5 separate regions of the Sus scrofa genome follow, and regions 1, 2, 4 and 5 are each linked to region 3. Evidence: chromatin contacts called from public Hi-C, HiChIP or PLAC-seq and promoter capture Hi-C data. All regions are on one chromosome and are shown on one strand. Each heading gives the region's core, a stretch centred on a gene start, on an enhancer-like site or on the middle of the called end of the contact. The rest is flanking DNA. Distances are from core to core; before and after follow the strand shown.

Region 1 (2,700 bases), core at 21-2,520, 570 kb after region 3:
CCGGTGGCTACAGCTCCGATTTGACCCCTAGCCTGGGAACCTCCATATGCCGCGGGAGCAGCCCAAGAAATAGCAACAACAACAACAAAAAAAGACAAAAGACAAAAAAGACAAAAAAAGTGGGCTTTGAAGTCCTTCAATAAAAAATACAGAGATTTTGGGAGTTCCCTGATGGTCTAGTGGGTTAAAGATCCGGCACTGTCACAGCTGTGGCTCAGATTGCTGCTGTTGTATGGGTTTGACCCCTGGCCCAAGAACTTCTGCTTGCTGTGGTCATGGCCAAAAATAAAATAAAATAAAATAAAATAAAATAAAATAAAAAAATAAAGAAAGAAAGAAAAGAAAAGAAAAAATACTACAGATTTTATTTGTGGTGTAACAGAAAAGCCACTCTATGTGGTATAAGTGGCTTTGGCTGAAGTCCCAAACCAGACTCTGTGGAACTTAAAAGACAAAGCCAGGTAAAAGGTTAGACACCACAGAAGGAAACGGAGTGGCTGTACTTCTGCAGTCCCAGTTTCTGGGCTTCATCTGTATAGCTGGATCCAGTTTCTAAGACCTAATTCAGGAGACTGATGTATGCATCAGAAGTTTTACTATTCATAATAGGGTAAAACATCTTTCCAGGGAATAGTAAATACACCTGGGTTTATTTATGGCATTTCTCATCTAAGTTCTAAACTAATTACCAATTAATTACATATCAATTAGCGAATAATGAATTAGAAAAATCAGTTGAATGATCATGAGGTATAGGATGAATTTCCCCATCTCATAATTGTTACCATCTGAATTTGGTTTTTTCTCTCTTGGCCACTGCTGAATAAATGCTAACCAATTATTGTTCATCTCCCCTAATGCTCCTCCCCCCATGTTTCATAATCTTACTTTAAAAACAAAATTTTTTTTTTGGCTGTGCCTTGTGGCCACCCGAGCTGCTGCAGTGACAATGCTGGAGGCTTAACCAATGCAAAGTGAAGATAATAGTACTTTACGAGGTTGTTTAATTATATGAGGGCATATAATGTAAAGTGTCTATCGCAGTGCCTGAATATAGCCGGTCCGCAATAAACGGTAATTATCATCGGGCAAACAGAAGAGGCGGTCCCTCATCCCAACTTCCTGCCTTTTTGTCACTCACTTTTGAAAGTCGCTCTCGCTCCTATTCCTTTTTCTCCTTATTTCTCGCCCCTCCTACTGCCGCAAATTGCCTTCCAGAGCTGTCGTAAAACGCTCCTCCCCGCCCTCCATGTGGCGAAAACGCAATCACGCTTGACGGCGCGAGGTGGCTCAGCCGCAAGATGGCGGCGCTGGCGGAGGAGCAGACGGAGGTGGCGGTCAAGTTAGAGCCTGAAGGACCGCCGACGCTGCTACCTCCGCAGGCGGGGGACGGCGCTGGCGAGGGTGGCGGTGGCGCAACCAACAACGGCCCCAATGGCGGTGGCGGGAACGTTGCGGCATCGTCGTCGGCCGGCGGGGATGGTGGAACTCCTAAGCCCTCGGTGGCTGTGTCCGCCGTTGCCCCGGCGGGGGTGGCTCCGGTGGCCGCCGCTGCTCCGGAGGCTGGCGGGCCCCACGACCGACAGACTCTGCTGGCTGTACTGCAGTTTCTACGGCAGAACAACCTCCGTGAGGCCGAAGAGGCGCTGCGCCGTGAGGCCCGTCTGCTAGAGGAGGCAGTGGCGGGCTCCGGAGCCCCGGGAGAGGCGGACGGCGCCGGCGCTGAGACGGCTAGCGCGCTTCTCAGCCGGGTCACTTCCTCGGGCCCCGGCCCTGCGGCCCCAGAGCCTCCCGGCAGCGCCGCTTCGGGAGCCTCTGCTGTCTCGGGCTTAGCGACAGGTCCTGCGGCTCCGGGGAAAGGTGAGCCGCGGGGTCCCTGGGAGGCAAGACCGGCAAGTAGGAGATCAAGCAGGGAAGGCAGAGGCTGGCAGGCCTGCACCTCTGCGGGCTTGTTTTGAATTTCCTGGGCCCGCCTCTAGGGCCACATGCCCGCCCCTTTCCCTAGTGCGCCGGCTGCGCAGTCAAACCCTCTTCCTAGCTGTCAGTTCCAGAGAGAGGCTCTGGAGAGCTATTGAGCCCAGGGATGTACGGGGACGGTGGGCGCAGAGAGCCGGGGATGTTCAGGCTTTTGGCCCCTTTCGTTTTATTTAAGCTCTTGGGCCTTGTGCAGGGGTGTATTAGCACTAACAATATTTGTACAATATTGTACTAGTGTACTTTAAATTATGCATCTTAATTTTCACTGTTATACTGTGAGGTAGACAGTACCTCTATTTTAAAGATGAGAAAAGAGTCTGAGAAGAGCCCAGGGACTTGCTTTGACACAGCCAGAGAGTGATGAAATATAGTATAGCCAGTTTTCTCAAAATACAGGCTTACTATCGCTAGTGTTCCATCTTTTAGGGGAATGCAGATTCCTAGGCGTCACTTCGGACTTAGTGAGTCAGACCCCATGCAGGTGGACTCTGGGAATTTGCATTTTATTTTATTTTGCTTTTTAGGGCCACACCTGTGGCATATGGAAGTTCCCAGGCTAGGGGTGGAATCGTGCTACAGCTGCCAGCCTAAGCCACAGCAAGGCAGGATCTGAGCTGTGTCTGCGACCTACACCACAGCTCACGGCAATGCCAGATCTTTAACCCACTGAGTGTGACCAGGGATTGAATCCGAGTCCTCATAGCTACTAGTCAGATATGTTTC
Region 2 (2,700 bases), core at 34-2,533, 590 kb after region 3:
CACAGGGCTAATTCCGACGGTAGGAAAAGGTATAGTATAGGAATCACAATTTAGTCTAGGTCTTAGAGGAAGACTCTTGAAATGCTGAGTTGGAGGGGGAAGTGGGATGCTGCTGATAAATAACTGGAACAAAGCCTGGAAACACCTGGGTCTGCATCCTCAGCAAATCGCAGGTTACTTTGGGGCAAAGATCAGGAATCCTTGTGTTAGAGTGTCCTTCGTGGAGTAACTGAACTGAAACTTGCTTTCCTTTTGAGTCATACTTCAGCTTAGACAGATAGTAATGAAGAAAATTACCTAAGACTAAAAATAACCGTACCATTGTTAAATGGTAGCCTATGGCAAAGTCTAAGCGATGGGGTCTTCACTTTTGTTTCTAATTGAGCGGCAAACTACTATTAAATATAATCAATCTTTCCATTCCTCTCTTCACCGATAAGTGGGCACTTCAGAAAAGGCCCAAAGCGACCAAATGCCCTCGCTACTTTGTTTTCCCGATACTGTTTTTTTCTGTCTGACTGGACGTTTACCTAGAATGATGAGTGAGATTACGAGGCAGAGACGAGTGAAAGCTGCTCAGGTACCAGAAGCAGCTTCTTGCACTGCAAGGAGTTTACAGTCCTCTTCTGGCTACCTTCTAGGAAAGGTCTTCCCGCTGATTGAACACAGGCTGCATCTAACCAGCGGGTCTGGCGAACTGCAGGGGCCCGCCTACGCTCACTCCTGTTTGACAAAGGCTGCACCACAACTAAAGAACGCCTGGCTGGCCAACTTCCTAAACACAGCTCAGTGAAAACAAACTACTATACGCATACATGGGAAAGGAGATTAATTCGGCCAGAAGTTCTCATCCAAAATTACGTCACTCGGTGACCTTGGCGGACTCCCTTCGCTGCGGACCTTTTTTCTTTACCGGAAAATGCATTTTAAGGGCCTTTACCTCTCACTGAGGCTTCCTAGCCACTATCCGACCCCTCGCGGCCATCATTTTCTCCAATTCCTTTTCATTCACCCCCCCGTCTCGCCCCTCCAAAGCAAAGACCTCGCGGTGTTCCTGGACCAGAAAACAGTCCTATTCTAGGCTGGCCCCATAAAGTGGAGGCGCGAGGTCAGAGCCCGGTCTCCCCTCCACACCCACCTTCGAAAATGCACAAACTCCGCAGCCTGTGTCCTTCAACGTATCCAGTTGCCCCCTCGCTCCGGCCGGAAGAAACCTCCTCCCCCGCACGCGTTCAACGGGCCTTACCGACTCGGCCCTCTACGTCGATTGGCTGCGGCTCGAGGCCCGCCCTTCCGCTTCCGGTATTCAAATCTCCTCCCTCGCTCTGTAGGACTCCATAGTGTAGTAACGGAAGTGGGGCGCAGAGCCCGCCCTCGCTTCCGGCAGGGCGGAGTTGGGCTGCTGGCGTGCGGGTCTCCGCGTGTGTGATCACAGTGGCGCGGCCTCCGAAGTAGAAGTGCTGGCGTCCCTGGCTTGGTGAGTGTGGGTAAAGGCGACAAGGGAGGAAACGTCGTGGCTTCCAGGTCTGTTCCAGAACTAAGTCCTCCAGGTCCCTACCATGCACCCGCTTAGAAGCCGGCTTTGCTTGACTTGCTCCTGTAACTTTAGGATCTGTCCCCTGAAGGTAGCTTAATTCTCTTCTTTGCCGCTGGATTGCTGCTTTACTCTTTTGAAACTTCAGTTTCCCCTGGTCTGAAATGAGATTAAGGGTCAAACTCCCAGGAATCTTGACCCCACGGCACTTTCTTATTTTTTCGAAACATATCTATCCGTTCCTGATTCCAACTCCTAGGTTCATTTTAGGTCCTCGCCTCTTTCACAGTCTCAAGCCTTTCTAGATTCCTATTTCCAAGTGTCTTTCAGAACCAACCCCACTAATCTTCCGTTCTCGTTTATACCTAGTTCTGGTTCTCATGATTTCTGTTGTGCTGCAATTGAAGCCTTCTACCAGATTACCTTCCTTCAGTCCTCTCTCCTCCAGTCCAGTCTATAGCCTGCAGTCTTTTTTTTTTTTTTTTTTTTTGGTTACTGTTTTATCTTTTCCTTTACTTAAGGCTCAGACTTGCCAAAGTAAATGTTAATCTATTCACGTCTAATGAGAGCTCTGAAACAGAAAGCCCAAGCTGTCTTTTAGAATTTAACTCCACTTATTATGCTTTTTATCACTTTATGGTCTAGTTGAACTTTTCTCCAAAGGAAGGCAAGAGCAAGCCTTTGAACAACAGTTTGACAGACATGATGCTGATGCTTATCAAAATAATTTGCTTTTTCTTTTCCCATGCTTTTCCTCACATTCCTTCTGCTTTTCCCTTTCCACCTATCAAGATTCTATTTATCTTTTAACACATAGCCCAAAAGCTTCTTTTGTTTTCCTCTTTTACCAAAGCCTCATTATTTCCTGCTTCTTTGTTGATAGTTTATAAATTGATTTGTATTTTAAATTATTTGCATAATTGTTCTTAAAAGTGTGTCTGTTCAGAGTTCCCTTGTATCTTATTGGGTTAAGGGCCCACCTTGTCAATGCTGTAGCGTGGGTTCAGTGCCTGGCCTGGGAACTTCCACATACCACAGGTGCAGCCAAAAAAAAAAAAGACGAAAAAGTGTGCATATGCTTTGAAGGTAGGGGCTTATATATATATTTGTTTGTGTATCTGTGAATTAAGCTTAGTGATATTTACTACATTGAATCTATAGCTTTT
Region 3 (2,700 bases), core at 113-2,612:
ACCAAGAACCAACTCCCTCTGGGCTCAGCTATGGGCTAGAATGGGCCAGGCTCTGAAATGCTTTGGCAGGTTTTTTGAGAGGAAATTGGCAGCTACAGGGCAGCTGGCTTCTCTGCTTTGGGTCTTCTTTTGTTCGTTTATTCTCCCAACATTGATTGAGCTCGTGACTGGGCCCTGTACAAGGTGCTGTAGGAGTTTCTTTAAAAAAAAATGTGTAAGATCTGGTGTGCCATACAAAAAGCTACACGTCTAGTGGGAGGGGTCAAGCAGGCAGAAACTACAGATAGATACACTGTGTGCTAAGTGTTATGTGAATTCAGAAGAGAGGAGGGGGTGGGAATGAGGAGTTTGTAAACAGGAAACTGTGTAAAGTGTAAATGAAGTTAAGGGCACTGCATAGCTCAGTACTCTGGGGAGCTCTAAACTGTTACGTGTGAGCAGGATGTGGGAAGTGAAGCGGCAGTGGGTGAGATAAAGAGGTATGCTGGGACCAGGACACACAAAGAAGCATGTTAAAAGTTGGGACTATAAGTCCAGTCCAGGTGGTTGAAGTATTTCGAGAGGGGAAGCCCTGAGATGAGAATTCTTGGTTTTAGGTGGTAGAGCACCCCAGCTTTGGTTGGTGAAAGGGATTCAAGAAAGAATTGGAACTGGGACAGAAGAGACCATTTGTATTTAGCCAGAAAATGAGAACATGGATTGAAGCAATGGGGATGGATTTCAGACCTATTTTTAAGGTAGAATCAATAGAATTTCGTCTCTCTCATTTGTGGTGACAAAGCACTGTCTCAAATAAAGGTACTGCCTTATAGGGAATTCAAATTGACTGAAACCACTGTTTGAGATCACGAGCGGGACCTGGTACTGGGGCTATGCTTAAAGACAAAAGACATCAAAAGCTCTTTAGACTGCAGTTGTCTTTCAGAGCGCTCGGTTACCTTCTAAAATGAACTTATTTTCCAACACCCCTTAGAATTGCTATACCCCTTCCCTTTCTTTGCTGAACTGGGGAAATCTTCCGCCACACTCAAGATGGCGGCACCAAAATGGACTTCTATACATGTTTTGGATTGCCCAGCCCCGTGATTCCAGCTACTTCCGCCACTCTCTGCGGAGCAGCACGCGTTTACGCCTCCTCGCAGCACTCAAGATGGCCCGGCTTCCTCCTACTTTTCATTGGCCAGCTCTCTCCGGTCTTCCGACATCATGAGGGGGCGGGACTTGTATTTGATCGACGGCTGTTTTAACCAATGGAAAAAGGGATAAAACCAATGAAGCGCTGGAACTGGAGAACCATCCCAGCGTCTGGGAGGTGTTTCGGCTGGGCGGGGTGGAGCAGAGCCGGAAGCGGGTGGGGAGAGTGAAACAGGAAAAGAAGGGAAGAAGGAAGAAGAGGGAAGAGGAGGAGAGGGAGGAGGAGGAGGGAGGCGGCGGCGCCGTGGCGGAGGAGCAGGAGCAGGAGGGGGATGGAGAGGAGAAGGCTCCTGGGTGGCATGGCGCTCCTGCTCCTCCAGGCGCTGCCCAGCCCCCTGTCAGCCAGGGCCGAACCCCCGCAGGTAAGGGGGAGGGAGCGTCTGGGCCAGGCTGGAGGTCTGGGGGTCGTCGAGGCCTGGCTGGAGGGGGCTGAAGGGATGTTGTCAAGAGTCGACGGGTCCCAAGAGGGGCACCCATGTCTGGAGTGGACAGGATGTAAGGGGGCGTCGGTGTTTAACTGAGGGACACCTGTGACGGCTTTGGTGTCAGGGAAGTGGCAGAGGCATGGTACCAAGTGAGTGAGGGGTCTTTGAGACGGCAGTTAGGTAAGGTGGGATGGGATGGCTGTGGCCGGATAGTGGTGCCAAGCAGGGGCATGAGGGGCGCGCATTCTTGTCTCACAGTGTCTCCAAGGCAGCGATGCCGCGTTTACGTCTGTGCGGATAGGGGTCCGTGGGTTATTGAGTGGGCCTGAGAGGGAGGGAGGGGCTGAGAGGATATTTATTTCAAGCTGCACCTGGGAAAGGTCTAGGAGCCTCTAGGCCCCATTTTTAATGGTGTTGGAGGCAGGGATCTTGGAAGGCAGGTGAGATGAAGTAGACTGGGGCTCCTCAGGAGCATGGCACACGAGCGGTAACAAGCTCTCACTGTTGGGCGGGCTGGCTGGTCTGGGGGAGCCAGTCACCGATGTCGGTCTGGGCCAGCTCGGCGTTTTGAGCAAAGGGTGGTGCTGATGCCAGTAAGGGCAACAAATGGAGCACCCCAGCTTTTCTTGCTAGGTGGCTTGCCTCTTATCCAGGCAGAGAAGCTTGTGCTGATTTCAGCTGCTGCTGGCATTTCGAAACCTTAATGGGAGCGTTGCTCCTGGTGCCAAGTTGGGTGGGGTGCAGCAGGGGGAATCACCCCTCCTTCCCTTGCATTTGGCAAGGCTTTACCATTCTATTTTCTTCACTTTCTGTTCCCGTCCCTGTCTTTTCAGAAAGGCACACACACAGAGCAAAATGGCAGAGTCTCTACAGCTTAGCATGAACTTTGTGTTGTGATCAAGTAGACGCAGAGTACCAGCAAAAATACACACACTTATCTTTTCCCTAGGAGTTTATGGGCAGTCTTTTCACATATGCATCTTGTCTTGCTCATCCTCTATGTAACAAATTAATTTTTTAAATGACCTGAAGTGTATATAACATAAACCATTTAAAACCACTTAACCATTTTAAAGTGAAT
Region 4 (2,700 bases), core at 60-2,559, 550 kb after region 3:
ATTATTTGGAAATGCTTTCAAGACATTCAAAAGCTATATTATTTGGAAATGCTTACATGTATGAAGACATTCTGTAATGGTAGTTGCATCTATTAAGTAACCTTTGCAAATGGAACACAAGATGTATGGGGTCAGCTCAGAAAGGTTAATCAGGCGCTGCAAATGCAATGGAAATGGTTTTAAAATACAAGTCCTTGCCTTCTCAAACTAATACCAATAAAGTGTAGCTTACTTTGCAACATGGAAACTTGTTACAGTACCTACAACTCTTCAGAATACTCTCAAAGTTACAATAATAACACAACATAAACCGATGTTTCAAAAAGCTTTCACTCTTTGGATATATTGTATATTGCCAGATAAATGGCATCCTACTTTATGAATTACTGCGAAGTGGACAAACTTCCAGATACTAGTGTTTAATATATTAATTCTCACTACCTAGGTGCATTGCCTAACTTGATTAAGTATGCGCTGTCCCATTTTAAAAAGTCTTCCCAGTCAGAGATTGATTAGGTGGGGAAGGGTTTACCATCCTTTCAAGACCCTGTAGAAATGGACTGTTCCCCCGCCCGTCCCACTGCACACTCCAAGAAGGCAGGAGGACGGAACCCTTGGCGCCTTCGCCCCTGGCAGTAGTTTCAATAATGAGTAAGTCGGACCCAGAGAGCCTAAGCGACTGCAGGAACCTCACAAAATGAGTCGGCAGCGAATCGGGCTGGCACGGAAGACCAGTCCGCACCACAAGCCTAGGCAGGCAGCGCAGGGAGGGCGGGTCGACACAGGTGCCAAAGGCTGCAGCAGCGAGCGGGAGACCCCGCCGGGCCCTGACTGAGGAGGCCTCGCATGGTCGGACAGGGGCTAGCGATACCTCCTCCTCGTCCTCGGAGTCCGGCCGGCCCCCCTCCAACCTCAGCGAGAAGTGGCTCATCTCTTCCTCCTCCTCCTCCTCTTCTTCCTCATCCAGGTCTTCATCCTCTTCCAACTCCTCGTCCTCGTCCTCGAAGCGGCTCCTCAAACGGCCCAGGCTGCGCTCGGGCTCCAGCTCAGGGGGCCGGGAGCCGGAGCAGCCGGGAGCCCCCGCCTCGGGCAAAGGCGGCGGGCCCTCCTCACCCGCTGAGGGCGCGGGGGTGAGGGCAGGCGGGGAGACGGGGGGCGGCGGCGGCATGGCTGCGGCTCCCTCGGCCTTGGTAGCGCCGGCGTTGCCTGTCGTTACCGCCGGGACCCCCTCCATGCCGAGGGCAGAGACCAGGCGAGGCGAGACCAGGTGGCTGGATAGCGCGGGAGTTCCGCCCGCCTGCCTGAGCCGCCAGTACGCAGGCGCGGGAGGCCTGCGGAGCCCGCTGGGAACTGTGGTTCGTTGCTCCTCACCTAAGTCCGCGGCGTAGGCGGAGCCACTCAGGTATATGGGGCGGGGCTTGCAGGCCTCAGAGGAATCTCACCCATTTTTTCCTTTGAAAGGCTGACGCTCCCTTCACAAAATTGCTACCTCTCAGACAACAATATTCTCTTTGTATCACCTGATGTTCAGAGCACTGAAACAGATCCTATAACAATGTTGCATTATGAATAATAATGATTTCGATTTGAGTACCAATTATGCGTTTCTTCCATGCAAGGTTATTTCCATTAGGAAGTTAAATATATACGTTTACTTATTTGGAGGAATCAAATCTTGTATTTTTATCTTGCTACAGGATGAAAACTTAATCACCAAAGACAGTCTATTATTCCCTATTACATAAAGGAAAGTCAATTATATTTAATTCAACAAACATTTGTTGAGGATCTACTGTGGCAGGAAATGAGCCCTATCCATGCACCCCAAACCCCCAGTTTTATTAGAAGAGAGATTTGGAGTTGGTGTTCTTTATTATTGGTAAGATAGTGCCAACTAATGTCGGGTAATGTTTGGAAGCCAGATTCAGGGAGGAATCAAATGCTCCTCAATGAGATAATGCTGGGAGGAAATCACATTTGTGAGAGAATGTGTTGTCACTGAGTAAAATTAATGTTAATTTGGGAGCAGTAAACTGAAATAGCTCCAGGATTTGTCAGTCCTATGGTGTGATGGCTAGTTTTATGTGTCAACTTGACTAGGATATAGTATAGTTTTTCAATCAAACACATAGGTGTTTCCGTGAAGGTATTTTTGTACGTTCGATTAATATTATCATCAGTTGACTTTATTTTATTTATGTATTTATTTATTTGCTTTTTAGAGCCACACCCACAGTATATGGAGAGTCCCAGGCTTAGGGTCTAATCATAGCTACAGCTGCTGGCCTACGCCACAGCCACAGCCACACCAGATCCAAGCCGTGTTTGCCACCTACACCACAGCTCATGGCAATGCAGGATCCTTAACCCACTGAGCGAGACCAGGGATTGAACCTGCAACCTCATGGTTCCCAGTTGGATTTGTTTCCACTGAGCCACAATGGGAACTCCATCAGTTGACTTTAAGTGAAAGATACTATCTTTTATAATTTAAATAAAATTCATCCAATCAGTTGAGAAGCCTTAAAAGCAAAGCTGAGATTCCTCTGAGGAAGACATTCTTCCTATGGACTGCAGCATCAGCTCCTGCATGGGAGTTTCCATACTGTTCACTTGCCCCACAAATTGCTAAGACCTGCTTAGCAAGACCTAACAATCATGTAAGGCAATTCCTTGTAATAAATCTGTTCATAAGTAGAT
Region 5 (2,700 bases), core at 24-2,523, 680 kb after region 3:
TATTTATTTGCTTTTTAGGGCCGTACCCGCGGCATGTGGAAGTTCCCAGGCTAGGGGTGGAATCAGAGCTACAGCTGCTGGCCTATGCCATAGCCACAGCAACGCCAGATCCAAGCCACATCTGCAACCTACACCACAGCTCATGGCAATGCTGGATCCTTAACCCACTGAATGAGGCCAGGGATGGAACCTGCAACTTCATGGTTCCTATTTGGATTCATTAACCACTGACCCACAACAGGAACTCCCGTAGCATTGTAATATTGTCTGAAGTCTGGGAGAGTTATGCCTCCTGCTTTGTTTTTTTCCTTCAGTTTTGCTTTGGAAATTCTAGGTCTTTTATGGTTCCATATAATATTTTGGATTATTTGTTCTAGTTCTATAAAAAATGTCATGGGTAATTTGATAGGGATTGCATTAAGTCTGTAGATTGGGGGGGTAGTATAGTAATTTAAGCAATATTAATTCTTCCAATCCAGGAGCATGGAATATCTTTCCATTTCTTTGAATCCTCTTCAATTTTCTTCATTAATGTTTTGTAGTTCTCAGTGTATAAGTCTTTTACCTCCTTGGTCAAGTTTATTATTAGGTAATTTTGAGTGTGCAATTTTATTATTTTTAATTATTTATTTTTCTTTTTACAGCTGCACTTGCGGCATATGGAAGTTCCCGGGCTAGGGGTTGAATCAGAGTTGCTGCTGAAGTCTATGCCACAGCTATCTATCCTTTAACCCACTGAGTGAAGCCAGAGATTGAACCTGCATCCTCACAGAGACAATGTTGGTTCCTTAACCTGTTGAGCCACAATGGGAACTCCTCTGGTGCAATTTTAGAAGGCATTTAAAAAAATATTGCTTTTATAATATTTCATTTTTAGAGAAGTGCAACCGATTTCTGAATGTTCATCTTATATTCTTCTACTTTGCTAAATTTTATCAGATCAAGTAGTTGTTGTGAAGAGTACTTAGGGTTCTATGTATAATATCATGTCATCTGCATATAGTCAGATTTTCATTTTAATTCTTACTTAAATCTATTTAGTAGTTTTAAACACGTGTTAACTTGCAATAGGAAGATCTTTGTAGAACCAGCCTTTGGTTTCTTTTTTTCTCAAATTGGGGTCTTGCAGACTTAGTCCTAGGGGTCTTCTGGATTTTTATATCCTTCAAAAGAAATCTGGGTATTATTTGAGAAACATTGGCTGAATTGTCTTCAGAGTGCCTGTGATTTAGAGGGCTCTTTAGGACAGGCTGCCCCCTACTGGAGGAGTTGATGTATCTGCTGTGTGTGTGTGTGTGTTTGTGTGTGGTGTTATGTGGAGTGTGTAGGGTATGTAGTGTGTGTGCGTGTGTGGTGTGTAATGTGTGTGGGGTATGCGTGTAGTGTGTATGTGATGTGTGTGATGTGTAGTGTTATGTATGTGTGGTGTGTGTGTGGTGTGTGTGAGTGGGTATATGTTGTGTGTGTACATGTGTATGTGGTGTATGTGTGATGTGTAGTGTGTGTGTGTGTGTGTGTGTGTGTGATGTATATTACATGCGTGTGTGGCGTGTAGGTAGAAGTGTGGTGAATGCAGTACATGCCCTTGTATGTATGTGGTGTGTATGTGTATGATGCATAAAGTGTGTTCATGTGTGTGTTGTGTGTGCATGTGTATATGATGTGTAGTGCGTGTGATTGTGTGCATGTGTGTGGTATGTGTGTCTGTATGTGTATGTGTATGACGTGTAGCGTGTGGGTGTGTGGTGTGTATGTAAGAGTGTGTCTTCAGAAAGGCCGGTGTCGGAGTTCAGTGGTAATGAACCTGACTAGCATCCCTGCTCCATCTCAGATGTGGCTTGGATCCCGTGTTGCTGTGGCTGTGGTGTAGGATGGCAACTACTGCTCCGATTGTACCCCTAGCCTGGGAACCTCCCCATGCCATGGGCATGGCCCTAGAAAGACAAAAAAAAAGAGAAAGAAATACCGGCGCGACTATGTTTCTTCTTCCCGGACAGTGGACACACCCTCCCCTGAAGTTTCCCTCAGAAGGAAGACATTGGATGCATGTCCTACTTCTCTCAGGACGAGGAGGCTATTGTTCGCTCTTGTCTCTCAGAGCCGTGGTGCCTTCTCTGGCCCTGAGAGACCTGACTCTCTTCTACCCTGATGACAGAGGCCTCCGTGGCATCCTGGTGACAGGCCTTTCTTGTCTGTCTCTGGCAGAACAGGGCAAAAGCAACGTGGCACTTCTAGGGGCTCCACTCTGGTGACTATGTAGAGCTCTGTGGCCCCTAAGGGTTGGAAAAGAGAATGAAAAAGAAAGGGGAGACTCTGACAAATGGCATCGGAAGAGCTGGCTAACCATCTGGGAAAATCTTTTTTTTTTTTCTTTTTAGGGCCACACCGGTGGCATATGGAGGTTCCCAGGCTAGGGGTCTAATTGGAGCTACAGTTGCTGGCCTACACCACAGCCACAGCAATGCCAGATCCAAGCCTCGTCTGCGACCTACACCACAGCTCATGGCAACGCCAGATCCTTAACCCACTGAGCGAGGCCAGGGATCAAACCTACAACCTCATGGTTCCTAGTCGGATTCGTTTATGCTGTGCCACAATGGGAACTCCCCATTTGGGAAAATCTTAGAGTGAATCTCCACCTCGTTCTTCATTCTTCCTACCAAAAGAAGTTCCAGTGGCTCAAAGATTTAAACATAAAAA

The links. Promoter capture Hi-C pulls out the DNA fragments that hold promoters and counts their contacts. Hi-C and Micro-C count contacts between places; a contact is called where the count stands out from the background. HiChIP or PLAC-seq counts read pairs in DNA pulled down with a chosen protein or histone mark.
Region 1: a promoter capture Hi-C map of liver shows a contact between it and region 3, with 5 times the contacts expected there. The contact joins the promoter of TAF5 here to the promoter of WBP1L in region 3. A contact is called at or near these places in 2 of 5 promoter capture datasets (fetal liver and liver) and 1 of 2 datasets of contacts at active chromatin or transcription factors (alveolar macrophages).
Region 2: a Hi-C map of liver shows a contact between it and region 3, with 4 times the contacts expected there. The contact joins the promoter of USMG5 here to the promoter of WBP1L in region 3. A contact is called at or near these places in 1 of 5 promoter capture datasets (fetal liver), 2 of 47 Hi-C or Micro-C datasets (heart right ventricle and liver) and 1 of 2 datasets of contacts at active chromatin or transcription factors (alveolar macrophages).
Region 4: a promoter capture Hi-C map of liver shows a contact between it and region 3, with 5 times the contacts expected there. The contact joins the promoter of PCGF6 here to the promoter of WBP1L in region 3. A contact is called at or near these places in 1 of 5 promoter capture datasets (liver) and 5 of 47 Hi-C or Micro-C datasets (embryonic fibroblasts, omental adipose tissue, retroperitoneal adipose tissue and 1 more).
Region 5: an H3K27ac HiChIP or PLAC-seq map of alveolar macrophages shows a contact between it and region 3. The contact joins the enhancer-like site here to the promoter of WBP1L in region 3. A contact is called at or near these places in 5 of 47 Hi-C or Micro-C datasets (embryonic fibroblasts, fibroblasts, heart right ventricle and 2 more) and 1 of 2 datasets of contacts at active chromatin or transcription factors (alveolar macrophages).

Annotation. Positions count from the first base shown.
Region 1 is chr14:114,303,293-114,305,992 of Sscrofa11.1, forward strand. It overlaps TAF5 (transcription initiation factor TFIID subunit 5), which reads left to right and starts at 1,271. Exons shown (of 11, transcript XM_021073484.1): 1 at 1,271-1,860. The coding sequence starts at 1,302.
Region 2 is chr14:114,326,234-114,328,933 of Sscrofa11.1, forward strand. USMG5 (up-regulated during skeletal muscle growth protein 5) reads right to left here and starts at 1,284. Exons shown (of 4, transcript XM_021073491.1): 1 at 1,139-1,284. It overlaps PDCD11 (protein RRP5 homolog), which reads left to right and starts at 1,350. Exons shown (of 38, transcript XR_002338761.1): 1 at 1,350-1,477.
Region 3 is chr14:113,736,396-113,739,095 of Sscrofa11.1, forward strand. It overlaps WBP1L (WW domain binding protein 1-like), which reads left to right and starts at 1,363. Exons shown (of 4, transcript XM_001929157.7): 1 at 1,363-1,556. The coding sequence starts at 1,467.
Region 4 is chr14:114,286,148-114,288,847 of Sscrofa11.1, forward strand. It overlaps PCGF6 (polycomb group RING finger protein 6), which reads right to left and starts at 1,310. Exons shown (of 27, transcript XR_002338753.1): 1 at 872-1,310; 2 at 57-156.
Region 5 is chr14:114,418,993-114,421,692 of Sscrofa11.1, forward strand. No RefSeq gene overlaps it. Among named protein-coding and RNA genes, the nearest start is that of CALHM3, 7.0 kb to the left of the region's middle. Within about 2 kb of position 1,274, at least 1 of the 83 cell types and tissues checked has an H3K27ac peak or open chromatin away from gene starts, as enhancers often do. A contact at or near this core is called in alveolar macrophages, where this site is marked.